Linked DNA regions of Zea mays: all the other regions are linked to region 1. Evidence: chromatin contacts called from public Hi-C data. All regions are on one chromosome and are shown on one strand. The core of a region is the stretch at or near the end of the contact, and the rest is flanking DNA. Distances in the headings are between cores, read along the strand shown.

Region 1 (3,385 bases), core at 246-2,745:
TGTTTTGTTCATAATTATTAAAAATAGTCTATTTTTTAAAACAAGTATACTATCTTAATTGCAGTGATATTAAAGAGTTGTATATACAACTCTATTTAATATGAGATCTCTAGAAGGTTAATTGAATAAAAAACAAGAGAAGAGGCCATCTCTACGTGTTTCTGTATACATATTGCCGTGGTAAACTGATCCGTGGTGTATATATATGCTCTAATGATAATCAAACTTATGACCTTTCATAAATATACAGTTATGGCCTTCAGCGAACATTAATGCATGGAAAAGCAACATCTTCAATGGCTGCACTCTTCATAGAGCACTAAAAAAACAGAGATATCAGGAGAGAGCAAAATGACAGAAAATTTCTAGAGGAATCCACTTGGTCCTTGATTGATTAACCATCGAAAAATTCTTAGTTGAAAGATTCGGTGACAAAGGTCGGTACTTTTGTTTTTTTTTATACCTGCGTTCAAAATAATTGTTGTTGATATAATATTCATGTTGGGCAATTTTTTTTTAAAATTTTTAATTTGATTTATATAAAAAATTAACAATATTTGCATATCTAAATAAGTTTATTATATAAATTGATTCAAAGATCTATATACTAATTACGTATATAGATATTAATATATTTTGTGTATATTTATCAAAGTTAAAAATACGAGAACGGCAGTGCACAGAAAACATTACAAATTCCACTTGCTATACCGACAAAACGATGAGACCCGTCCTTTGCACATGCCCGTGGTTTTTTACCGTAGTAGATTCTTGCTGCATAGTACATTTGTAAGGTAAAAAAACTCTGTGTTGCCACGAAGGTCCTCTCCAAATGATGTTTACGAGTTGACAGAGTACTCGTTTCTTGATTTCTTCGCGTCGCAAGTCACGGTGGAATCAAGAGAAGCAAGTCGCGGCAAGGCATATATGACCATGCCAAAAAGCCCTCGGAAATGCCGAAGCGCGTCGGTCGACGAGGACGAGCCATGATTCCTCGAACGTCTTGATCAATCAATCCATAAAAAAAAAGACAAGCGAAATCCCACCGTAACGGCGTAACCAGATCATCCCATACATCGCCGCGTATGTGTGTGTATTTCTCAGTCCCCACCCGCAGGCCGCAGCGGCGTCATACGGACACGGGACACCAGCGCCCGACAGGGACGCCGTGCGCGTCACACACACAGGGGCACAGGGCCGAACCGGAAAGACCGCACCGAAAACTTTAGTCCAACTGCCCAACACGCACCACCGCAACAACCACGGGCGGGCGGGCACGGCACATTCGTCTCTCGATCTCCCCGTTGGTCCGTTCCCGGCTCGGCGCTCGGCGGCTCCCGTCCGGCGTCCGCCTCCACTCGCGCGCACACAACTCAACCCGTCACCGTCTCTCCCACGCGCCGCGGCCGCGCCAGTCGCAAGCGCCCGACCCGAAACGCCACGCAAACCCCCGCCTCGGCCGCCATCTCCTCTTTAACCCAGACGCGGCGGGCTCGGCCGCGGCGTGGGCTGGTCCTCAGTCCTCTTCCGTTCTTCCTCCTCGCTCCCGCCCCCTCGCGCCCCTCGCCTTTCAGTTTTGGATGCCACGGAGGCCTGCCAGTGGTGGGCCACCGCCGTACGCGCGCGACGATGCCGGTGAAGCGTTCGGCGTCCGCGCTGGCGCTCCCGCCGGTCGGCCGCCGCGCGCGGGCCCGCCTCTGCATCCGCCTCGCCGCGCCGCTCTCCTTCCTGCTCCTCTTCGTGGCGCTGTTCCACGCCCAGCCGCTCCTGGGCGTTCCGCCCGCTGCGCAGCCGCCCTCCGCGGGGCCCGGTAAGGTCGCCTTCCTTTTCCTCGTCCGCGCGGGGGTGCCGCTCGACTTCCTCTGGGACGCCTTCTTCCGCGTAAGCATCAAGCTCCCCCAGTCCCCGTGATCGATCCGTTCATCCACTCCTCGCCTCTGGCTATCTATTCGACTATGTTTTCTGCAGAACGGCGAGGAGGGGAAGTTCTCGGTGTACGTGCACTCCGCGCCGGGGTTCCAGCTCGACCGCACCACCACGGGATCCCCATACTTCTATGGGCGGCAACTTGCGAGGAGCGTCAAGGTTCGGAGTTCGGACCATCTGTATTTTTCTACTGTACCTTTCCTGTGACGTGGGGCCTCTTAGTACGATCTTGACTTGGGGGAATATGGTTGCGAGCTGCGACCTGCAGGTGGTGTGGGGCGAGGCCACCATGGTGGAGGCAGAGAGGATGTTGTTTGCCGCCGCGCTTCAGGATCCCGCGAACCAGCGCTTTGTTTTGCTCTCTGATAGGTAGGTGTGCTACTTTCTGATGTTCCCGGCATGTGTTAATTGATCTTGTTTGTACGTACAGTTCAAATTCCGTGAAGTGGTCCACATTGAAATGCACGGTACATTGTCTGAATCTTGATGGATTTAACAGTAAGCTTTAAAAGATGTTTGGTAATGGTAATTGACCTAGTCATATGCAATTGGACGTCCTCCTGTTCTGCTGGTACTGCTTACTGCTTTCGTTATGCTTTTCTGATATAAATGTTCTCTAGTGCCTTCATGGCATGTTTGTGTTTTGCTTTCATATGTTGGCATCCTCACTTGTTATTTAAAGCTTGCAATTTCTATATTATAATTTAACATTTTGATATATTTTCCTTTTTTTCTTATGCAGCTGTGTCCCACTCTACAATTTCAGCTCCATATATACTTACCTGATGGCTTCACCTAAAAGTTTTGTAGACAGGTAATGTGGAAAAACCATGTAATTTCTCGTTTGTTCATTTTGATCTTCTCCACAATCTTCAATATTTCAGTTATTTGTTCTCAAATATAATAAGTTAGTCTTGCAGCTTTGTTGATAAGACGGAGAAGCGTTATAATCAAAACATGTCTCCTGCCATTCCAAAGGATAAATGGAGGAAAGGATCTCAGGTTATTAATCTGTGACCTTTCTTGTTCTATATATTTCAGTACCTGCTGAGAGCTGTATTCTGACTTCTGGGTTCATCTGTCAACTCATTTCAGTGGGTAGTATTAATCAGAAAACATGCTGAAGTTGTTGTTGGTGACAAAAACGTATTAAAAGTATTCAGAAGACATTGCAAGGTGTATTGTTGTTCTCTTCATGTTGACACTGGAATTTGTTTTTAGCTTCATTTGTTCTTTTGACATTGACATTGTGAAGAAATGTAACTATCAAAGGGATTTTCAGTGCACATTGTTTCATTTTTATGAAATGAGGTAGTTTTATGAAATGTAGTCTGTTATTCTTTTCCACAAACAACATTACTGGATGTAGTCTACACGTCCAGGACTATCTTCATAAAACTACTGTTTGAGTTCTACTTCATTAGTGTCTATTTTGATTAGCACCATGATCAATGACTGG
Region 2 (3,385 bases), core at 509-3,008, 230 kb after region 1:
AACTACCTTTACAGTAATTTACTTTTAATTCAAAAAATGATAAATTCAGTGCCTTGTTGTTAAAAGAAATAACATTTTTTGTCTCTTTGTCCTGTAAGGAATTAATAAAGTACATAACTTCAAAAAGACCATGATGTAATCATTGAATTAAATATAGGCATCATGTTATAAGTAAGTTTGTCTGAAAAGTCGCTTCCCTTTCAGGTATTTATTATTTTTTAGAACTTCCTGGTATTAATTGTTAAAAGGCAACTGCAAATCATAAATTTTCATGAAATAATCTTTCATGGAAAACTGTACCATACCTTACAGCAGGATGGTTTTCTAGGTCTCCAACAAGTGGCTCGTTGTCCATTTTCTTCTTGAGGATCCATTTTGTAGTCCGCCGGTTCCTTTTGTCCATCCTTAAGTCTGTTAGGAACAAGAAGGCCTTTGCAACTGCTAAAGTGCTTACCAACAGGCACACAGTGGCAGTGAGTCTTCCTGCTGTTGTTGAGAAGCTTTTGTCTCCATATCCAACCGTTGTAACAGAAATGACTGATAAATAGAAACTATCGATCCAGTTTAGACCCTCAACTTCATGTACTATGATTGTGCAAATTGAGATAGTGCCTGCTACAACCGATAATGCAAGTATTACTTTCATCCTCCCTCTTGACCTTTTCTTCCTAGCATCAATCATGTAGGTGTCAAACACCTTGTTAAGCTTGTTATCGTCCATTGTGCTAAGTAGAACTGTTCTCTGCTTGTCCAGTACATTTGTCAACAGCCCATTTAGCATTAGGTCGATGAAACGAACACCAACTAGTAGGAACAAGCATGTGAACACCTTTGTGAAGGTAGTACAGGGGACTATGTCACCGTACCCTATTGTGCACAAACTAATGATGGTGAAGTAAAGGGCATCCACTAGCTTGAATGTGGATTTCCCCTTGAAGCCTTCAACATTTGTCATGTATACAAGCACCCCTATTGAGATGTATAAGATGACGCTGACAATAGCCCGCCTTGCAATTGATGGCGTATATTGTGCAGCAGCAGCAGCATGGCTTTGGCCACCAAGCTCATCCACACAGTGTGCTTCTTTGCTTGATGTGAATATAGAAGGTGAAGAGTGCACCCGCTGCATATTTGGTGAGGGTACCGTACTGGTAGTTTCATCAGTGGGCGGCAGATGATTGAGAGTACTGAAGTTAGCTTTGAGATAGCTGCTTGGGGAAAAGGAAGTTGCACACCTGCTTGGAACATCACAGGAGCTTCTTCTGTCTTTCTTGGAAATGTACTTTTGGTCACGCTGGACCAAAGGTAACAGAGGCTCGTCCATGGAAGGCATATTGGAGCTTGGATCGCTTAGTTGCAGCTTGTAGTTCTCAGGCTGGATCATCGCTTTATATCCATGGTGGTTCTGCCGAGACCTTGAGGATGGAAGCGTTCAAGCAGGGATGTACACTTCCCTGGCATTTCTGGGATGAATGGGCTGGGTTACATCATATCTTGAAACATATCTTTCTTATTTATTGCGACATTTATATCACGTAGTTTCTAGTATCTTGCATGGTAGCTGATGCAGTAGGCAACTGATGAAAGAGAGAGAACGGTTGACATATTCTTTCTGCTGATGTCTGAAACAGAACCCTAGTTTTATCTTCGCAATCCCTGTGTTTGTGGTGGGATATGGCGTGCACCAGAGACTGTCGACTGAATCACCCTATTTGTTCACTGCCTGTGCATAACTATGTGTTCCTGAATTACACTTCGATGCAGGTAGGTACCCAAGTTGACAATGGCTTACCAGTAGTTGGATCTTGCAAGTTGGTCCCAGTGCCATATTCCGCAGGACTACTCCGCCTAACAACTAGAGGGAATGCGGGGTAACCTTCTTCTCTGGATGGAAGCATTTCGATTTGTTGCTGTGCTGAGATCGCATTGTCGGCTATGGATATACAGTACAGGTCGCACTTACTGAAAGCTTCTGAAGCCGAAAAATCTTGACCGGATGAGCTTGGTTGCCGACCATATCCAGGTCATCCCTCTGCGTGCATTTGCATAGAGAAGGCTGCAGGCCTGCAGCCTAGATATTTCACGAGCACTTCATAATTTTCAATGCCATCCAATGCTTCAAGCTTTCTGACATGAGTGTGCAGATGATGAAAAACTCCAAGATGGGTCTCTGTACCTACTATACAACAAGAAGAATCCATGTACTAAATGAGAATGCGAGATTGTTAATTTGTTATTATATGCTCCTTGATAATTTTTTTCTGGTTCTATTTTGTTTCCTGAACCTTGCATACCGCATGTATTATGTTACTAGAAATAGAACGTCTATCAGCACAGCAGACAGCAGCTCCCTTTCACTGGATTTGATGTCGCCTAAGACTGTCTACAGCAGATCCTGTATATGGACTGCACTGTTTTGCTCGTCTAAGTCTGTCTCCAACAGATTATGGACTGCACTGTTTACAGAATTGCAGTGTTCACAGAATTAAGTTTGAAATAGGAGATAGAATAGGTAAGCTGCTAAGTCTGTCTCCAACAGATTATCGACTGCACTGTTCACAGAATTGCACTGTTCACAGAATTAAGTTTGAAATAAGAGATAGAATAGGTAAGCTGCTGGAGACAGCTTAAACATATGATAAGGGAAGCACATCAGTATTGTCAATCTTCAAACAGGGATTACAATGTGCACACCGAAATTACCATTCGGTTCATATGTCATGTCTGTTTATGCATTCTGTGAGCCGCTAAAGAAACCAGCAACTCCTGGTTGGTTTAAAGAGATTTCCTTATATACAAAGCCGGTTCAAAACCAGCGCCATCGTTCATCCACGTCAGCCAAAAAAATCACATCCACACGATAGTGCATCGACGGACAGGTCTACTTCTCAGTGTGCTTCCGTCGCTACATGCGCCTAGAAACTTCCAGACGTCCAGTAAAGCGTACTCTCTCCCTCCCCCGTCGTTCCTCCCTGGCTCACCCGCGTCCTCACAGCGAGGTCTTCCACCGGCGCCCAGGCCGCCAGGCGCGACCGCCCAGGCCGCCAGCGCCAGGCCCGACCGCTGGCCGCTGCTGCCTGCTGGCTTGGCTGCCGCACGCGGCACGCCCGCCGCCGGCCCGTAAAACCTCGGCAGGAAAGTTGGTGGCTCAAGCGCCCACACGCCTCGTTAGGATCTGCAGGGAGAACATGTGCATCATACCAGCGTCAGCGACTCAGCGTGCCGGTCTGTGCCTGTGCCTGTGGACTGCTGCAGGAAAGCTGGGGTACGGTGCCTTTCCTCATTTTTTCCTAGAACTTTGCCCCTTCCAGATTTTCCTGTGTTATGGGCCTGCATCATTAACCGTACAGCTATAATGACTCGTTCTGATACAACTTGACGAGAA
Region 3 (3,385 bases), core at 442-2,941, 190 kb after region 1:
TCTTAGCAAGAAGAACTACTCTTCCACATTCCGATTTCATTTATACATGTTTTAATGCTAACCTCGGGTGAAGTTTTGAGTTCAAGTTTATAAATTTCATGTTTCTCTTATTCACCCCCTCTAGGCGACTTTCACATAATTCACGATCTGTTGATCTCTGGCTTTGTTCTCAATCTTCATACTTTGGAAGTTTGGATTGCCCACCTTGATCTCTTTTATGTCATTGCCCATATGAGAGAGTTTGGCTGATGGTTCCTTGGTGTCACCGGTTAGGAAGCCAAACATCTTTGTGTTGCGGATATCAACTTTAACATATTACATATGTATGCCATAACATATGGTTAGACTTCGATAGCTTCTTAGAGACGGGTAGGCTGAGGAGAGAATTCATGGAGGTAGATGAAGTCTGACGGTGAACTCACCATGGCTCTGATTACCATATAAAAGTACCGAGACACTTAGAGTGTGTTTGGTTGAGGAGTAGAAAAGAATGGAGCGGCTCAATTCTCATTTTCTAGATGTTTGGTTTCCAACAATAGAAGAACAGAATGGCTCATAGGATCTACATATAAAAATTTACCATAAATAGTTGGAATGTTCCTGCTCCACCAAAACGACTGGATGCGAGCGCTCATGTTCAACTCATATGACTCTCCAACCAAACAAAAAATTGAGCGACTCCACTCTATTATACTGTTCAACCAAACAAAAAAATGGAGCGGCTCTGTTCTGCTTGCCAAACGCAGAAAAGAACGGATCCTTTGTAAAAAAACTGGAACAGAGCCGGTCCATTCTAGTTAACTCTCCAACCAAACGCACCCTTAGAAAAATCACTGGTAGCCCAAACTTTGATCTACTTATGTTGTGTATTTATTTGTTGAATGAGCGAGGAACAACCGCTCGCGTGCGTTGGCGTACACATATTGTATGTTTGGTTGTCCACACCATCTCATCTTAGATCACCACATGCGTTGATTTTACTTGGGATTATGTTTGGTTGCTTGTATGTAGAGTCACAACCTGCATGAGTGGGCAAAATAAGTCATTTTGATGCTATTAACCTGCATCCGCTTATACGCTCAAAATTATCGTATCTGGCTGATCAGGACGACGTCAACCTGGACGCGCAGCTAGCCATCCAATCAGACTGATATAGAAGCCGATTGTTTTAGATAAATACAGTACAAATTTAAACTAGATTCTAGTCTATCTTAGAACCAAAACATCTATTGGTTACAACTTTTATCCAATGCAATATCTCTTAACTTATCTCCGACGATGCTGTTGTCGGCAATGTAGTAGCTAGCACTACGGCATCATCAGGCACTACCACCCAGCCTGTATAGTAGTAGCACGAAATCATGGAGGCTAACAATGGCAATCGGTGTCATCTTGCACAAAAATGATGATGCAAATCGGTATAAGCATGACGCGCTACAAGTGAAATAATGGCGGACGGGAGAATTCAACCGCATCCATACGTCGTGGCTCTCCGCCGGATCCTCGCCGACGACAGATACATATGCATGTTACCACCACCAACCGCCGGATCCACGGAGTCGATGAATCGATGACGAATGCATACTTTACCTTACCTACCAACCTTAGCTTCCTAGGAATTGAACTCGATCTCGTGTGACCTTGTGGGCGCTAGCCAGGCTTATATTAGCTCTTGCGTTGCGATGGCGATGGCGATGGAGCGAGCAGATCGAGCTTGCACACCCATATCCGAGCCCTTGCCGGCCTAGACGGCTAGACCAACCATCAATCGCGACCGCGCGTGTTGCCCATGCTGGATAAACATCGGAATCATCAGAGTAGGACTCGACATGACCACCGCACAAGCTAAGGTGTGTATGGTCGACCAAACGAGTGAACCAAAGGACCTCATATGAGCCGGCTTCGATATTTGACAACAAAAGGCCTGCCATATATATAGAGAGTATAGGTACAAAGAGCTGCCACAGGCGAGAGAGCAAGCAAGCACCAGTAGTGCAAACAAACAGCTAGGATCCAGCCATAGAGAGAGAAGGGATTCATGGCTGGGGGAGCGAGACACGGTAGCGAGGACGATGCCGAGACGACGACGACGAACGAGGGACGCCGCAGCAGCGACCACGCAGCCGGGGCCACGACCAACTATTCGGAGCACAAGCAGCTGGTGCCGTTCCTTGACATGCTCAAGTATGCCGACCGCACGGACGCCGCGCTTATGGCGGTCGGCACGGTGGCCGCGGTGGCCAACGGCATGACGGAGCCGCTCATGACCGTCGTCTTCGCGGCCGTCATCGAGTGCTTCGGCGCCGGAGACGACGCCACCATCCTCCACCGGGTCAGCAAGGTACGTTAATCAGTTTGTGCTTGCTCCTGCGTAAGTGCGTATAGTGTGCCCACTGCCCACATGGCCACACACACACTAGTACTATACGTACATACGTCTGTTCCATGCACGCGCGCGGCGGACCAGCTAGTGACTAGCGGCGCGGCCGCGGTGGTTACCGACGACCTACCCGCGACGGCTCACGGCGGCGTTTCGGATTGATGCTGTTTGTTTCGGGCTTATAGATTAAATCTATACTACTATATTAAGACTGTAAGGGGTAGTCTGTCTTCCCTTGTTCTGTCTTTTGTTAATCTGGACAGTCCGTCTTACGGCTGCTACCCGGACCGTCCATCCTATGGCCCCTACCCGCCCGCGTGCGTCGCCCCAGATCCCCCTTAGTCATCTCCCCCTCCGCGCGAGCCACAGCCGGCTCCTCATCGCTTGCTCTCGCTATTGCTTCGTGGGTGAGCGAGGGGCTGTCGTGCGTGTAGGTGAAGGCTTGCGGGCACTCGCGCTTGAAGAACTCCGAAACTTGGAGGTGCGTCAACCACCAAAAATTAATATTAGTGTTACAGTAATATTTTGTCATATAAATTTTGTATATCATAATAATATTTATCGGTTCATATCTATGTTTCATACCGTTTTTTCACTCTCGTGACATTTTTTTAGTGTAAGAAAAGGTAACGCTAAGTAATTTTTTTCTAAAGTTGTTATAAGTAGTAAGTCTTTTATCAAAAATAATCTTAAATAAGTATCTTTTGAGCAGATTATAGAATTATGATAATCCAATGTCTAGATTATATAATCCAATCTAATAATTTTCTATATTTATTTCTTATCTAGATTATTTAAGCTGAATTATATAATTTAAGTAGACTATAATCTAAAACAAACAGGAGTACTACCAGACAACGAAATCTATTCTGAACTCTGTAATAAACAACGACGTTTCGACAACTACGTACCAAGCACTGATGCACTACGGTCTACGGGGGCAGCAGGGGCACGCGTGACGGCGTGATTGTGGATGAAATACTGAGCTCGATCCAGTGCGATCTC
Region 4 (3,385 bases), core at 602-3,101, 160 kb before region 1:
CGCGCCAGCTACCCTCAGCTACCGAAAGGGAAATCTGGCGAAGAATCAACTGAAAAGAATTCGCACAACGAAGTTCCAGAGACCGACGTTCGAGAGACAGGCGAGACGTGCTTGTCAAATACCAGCGCCTCTCGCTTCCCGGCTTCCCGCCGAGCCTTTCTCTTCTTCCTTCCTGAAGAAATCCTTCTCCAACAAGCTAGATGCAGGACCAACGGACCATTCAGGACATCATGACGAGCTGTCTCAAGAGCCCTGACAATTGCAACCAGACCACACCATGCCTGCCTAATTCCGTACGTAGTAAGTTCAACATAGGGGATATACTGATACTACGAACAGACCAATCAGTGTTCAGAATGATACTACGAACAGACCAATCAGTGTTCAGAATCGTCATGCTTACTTACTGCATGCTCAGCCGGGGTGGTAGCCATGCAAAGAAGTTCAAACATGCTGCCAAATAATGGATGGATATTGACAACGATTCCGTCACCTGGTAAGCCGATGCTTCCACTGCAGAGCGAGTAAACTTAGACTCTGTTTGTTTCCATACCCATACTAGATTATATAAATTGGATCATGGCGAAAAAGTACGAGATAAAATACCATTTAAAATCATAAATAAGTTAAAATAATCTAGCTTATTTCAGTTTATTTATAGTATCAAAGTGATATTATACTCTCTTACTTTTTAATATAATCTAACTTATATAATATAAAACTGAAACAAACACGCTCTGATCCTGCAGTATCGCAGTGTATACGTTTGGTCACAGACTCACAGCTCTATCATGACAAGCGTGTCGCTAAAGAGAAGCTCTTCGACGTTGGTCTGAATGCTTCCAGTGTCGAAGCATTGGAAGCGCCTTTTCCAGCCGTCGGAACAAGATAGCGCTGGTAGTAGCGGAGATACAATTGCTTTTCAATGCTCACACGTCTATCATTTGTGTAACACCGAAACTTGAATATGTAGGTTAGAACGGTCTAACGTACGAAACGAACGTAAGACTATAAGCCTCTTAGGGTGGTCGTCGGCAGTGCGTCGTCCGTATGTTAAACTCTTCGACTTGCACAAATCTATTGCGTATTTGAGAAAGATAAAAAAACAAAAGTAGAAATTTAAGTATGTCTAGGAAAAAGTACATATCCTTACAGTCATGAGAAATAGTTGAGCTGCTACCTTTTGCCAGGCTAAGCCCCCAACGAGCCAACTGGTAACTTTGGCTTGGCCTTCGCTTCATACTTGCCATTGCCAAAACCTGGTCCTTATGATTGGAAAGAAGTCGTACTCATGTCAGAACAGGCTTATTTAATTAAGTACAGTCACACACACTCACACTTATTAGTAATGTTGTTACCTTTGGTGGCACGTATCAATTTGCCCTAACCAAGACAACCAGGAAAACAGTTCAGCTACGCCGCCAGCCCCATCTGAGATGAATGAATTCTGCATTGAGATCCAGCACTCTACTAGTCTGAGATCCAGCCGCTCCCAGACGGGCAGTAGGCACCGACATTGCACTAATCTACAGCGTTGGGCACTTGGGCTCGGACCGGAGTTATTATATTGCAAAAGTAGAGAGTACTCCCGTCTCTTTTAAAATAAACGCACGTCTTGTATTTTAAGAAATTAAACTACATTTTTTATAAACTAATATTAATATTTGTAGTTTAAAATAGGTTCAGTAAAATATATTATGTGATTTATTTATAGTGCTTATTTGGGATCATCGATACTATTTTTTATATATTTCATTAAATTTGGAAATTGTGGATTTTTCGAAGTGTAGGAATTTGGAACTGAGGTATACTAATAAACAAGGGTTGCGCGATCAATCATCAGAACCTCCATTGGCGTGGAAGGTGAGGAACGCGCTTCCGTGCGTGCAGGAGGGTCCCCCTATTTGTTGGGGGACGGGAAGGTTGGCAGTTCTCTGTACCGCGCGCTCGCGCCCGAAATTTCACAACACCAAACCCGCAGGGGGGAGAAGCGCAAAGCCACGAGGAGTGCGAGGCGAGGGCCGACACCGGGGACAAGCACGGCGCGGCGGCGGAGGCAGCAATGGCGGCGCTGCAGAGTTGGCGCAAGGCGTACGGCGCGCTTAAGGACACCACCACCGTCAGCCTCGCCAATCTCAACTCCGACTTCAAGGTCCGCCGTCGAATCCTCACTCACCCGCCCGTGCTTTCCCCCGATTTTGCGGGCGCCAAAGCGGTCCAGTTCGTGAGCAGGCGGTCGTGTGCTCGCCGACGGATCTATGGCCGCGCTGCTGCGCCGCACTGGGTTTATTGGTTCTCTTTGGCGTGTTTTTTTTTTGTTTTCTCAGGATCTGGATGTCGCGATCGTGAGGGCCACCAACCACGTGGAGAGCCCGCCCAAGGAGCGCCACCTGCGCAGTGCGTGGATTCCTCCCATGTCCTCCCTTCCCACTTTTTTTTTGCTTAGTTTGATCTTAGGAACTAGCCGGGTCGTCGAGGGCTGTGCTGTGGTTTCTCCAGCATTTTCTCGGTTTGAGTTTGCTGTCTGATGGGTTTGTCGGTGCCGGTGTTGTAGAGATTGTGGCGGCGACGTCCATCGCGAGGCCACAGGCGGACGTCACTTACTGCATCCATGCGCTTGCCCGACGACTCGCCAAAACCAGGAACTGGATCGTAAGCACTGTTGCACTTCGGTTCAGATTATTTGTTTCGTTCAGCGTATCCGATGCTCTGATGGTTGCTTCAGCTGCTAAGTTGGTGCCGATCCTGTAATGGTATGGGTGATCGATGAATCTCAAATGCAATTTCGTTTATTAAAAATGTGATCACGTTGTGGAAATGAATGCAGACTAAATGCTCAATCGTCAAATGCCCAAGTTTCATGCACGGTTAGTGAGGATGCAGTGCTATTGATTTGGGCACCTGAACCTTGGTCATTGCACACTGGAGAGCTCGAGCTCATATGTTCAGTTATATGATAGAATGTTATGTTGTGAGTCTGGAATTGCAATACAAATTAGACCTTTATTCTCTGTGCTTTTGGTGGCTTGAGTGTATATGTACAAGTTAATTTGGATGTGGGAACAACAAAACAAATAGAGACACAACTAAGAATTTTGTTATTTACTGCTGCAATCAAGACATTATACATCCAAGTTGAAATTTCTTTGCATACCATAATAAGCTTGTTTGCAAAAGCACAGTGAAAATTCTACATTTAACACAGTTCTTCACATTTTGTGGTTGCTTTTATTTGAACTTAGAATTGATAATTTAAATTGTGTAGTTCCTTCTTTTCTGTTGATTGTCTGAAGCCGTTTGGCACCCTATAGTGTTATATGTTATGTCCTTGGATTAAAATATTTTTTTAATGGCTAGTTTTTGGTCTTGCCTGAATTGTATGATG

The links. A called contact is a pair of places that touch in the nucleus more often than the background predicts.
Region 2: a contact with region 1 is called in a Hi-C map of ear, with 3 times the contacts expected there. The contact joins the promoter of LOC103651301 here to the promoter of LOC100192490 in region 1. A contact is called at or near these places in 2 of 25 Hi-C or Micro-C datasets (ear and leaf).
Region 3: a contact with region 1 is called in a Hi-C map of bundle sheath, with 4 times the contacts expected there. The contact joins the promoter of LOC103651302 here to the promoter of LOC100192490 in region 1. A contact is called at or near these places in 9 of 25 Hi-C or Micro-C datasets (bundle sheath, ear, endosperm and 2 more).
Region 4: a Hi-C map of endosperm shows a contact between it and region 1, with 2.2 times the contacts expected there. The contact joins the promoter of LOC100276465 here to the promoter of LOC100192490 in region 1. A contact is called at or near these places in 5 of 25 Hi-C or Micro-C datasets (ear, endosperm, leaf and 1 more).

Annotation. Positions count from the first base shown.
Region 1 is chr3:211,547,548-211,550,932 of Zm-B73-REFERENCE-NAM-5.0, reverse strand. It overlaps LOC100192490 (Core-2/I-branching beta-16-N-acetylglucosaminyltransferase family protein), which reads left to right and starts at 1,495. Exons shown (of 10, transcript NM_001308345.1): 1 at 1,495-1,881; 2 at 1,969-2,085; 3 at 2,195-2,295; 4 at 2,669-2,740; 5 at 2,847-2,928. The coding sequence starts at 1,630.
Region 2 is chr3:211,320,242-211,323,626 of Zm-B73-REFERENCE-NAM-5.0, reverse strand. It overlaps LOC103651301 (two-pore potassium channel 2), which reads right to left and starts at 1,758. Exons shown (of 2, transcript XM_008676920.2): 1 at 306-1,758. The coding sequence starts at 1,384. LOC100274395 reads left to right here. Exons shown (of 5, transcript NM_001148755.1): 5 at 1,765-2,356.
Region 3 is chr3:211,353,907-211,357,291 of Zm-B73-REFERENCE-NAM-5.0, reverse strand. LOC103651302 (ABC transporter B family member 5) reads left to right here and starts at 1,691. Exons shown (of 13, transcript XM_020550507.2): 1 at 1,691-2,341. The coding sequence starts at 2,039.
Region 4 is chr3:211,712,133-211,715,517 of Zm-B73-REFERENCE-NAM-5.0, reverse strand. LOC100276465 (Putative clathrin assembly protein) reads left to right here and starts at 1,851. Exons shown (of 15, transcript NM_001360693.1): 1 at 1,851-2,152; 2 at 2,328-2,397; 3 at 2,555-2,652. The coding sequence starts at 2,063.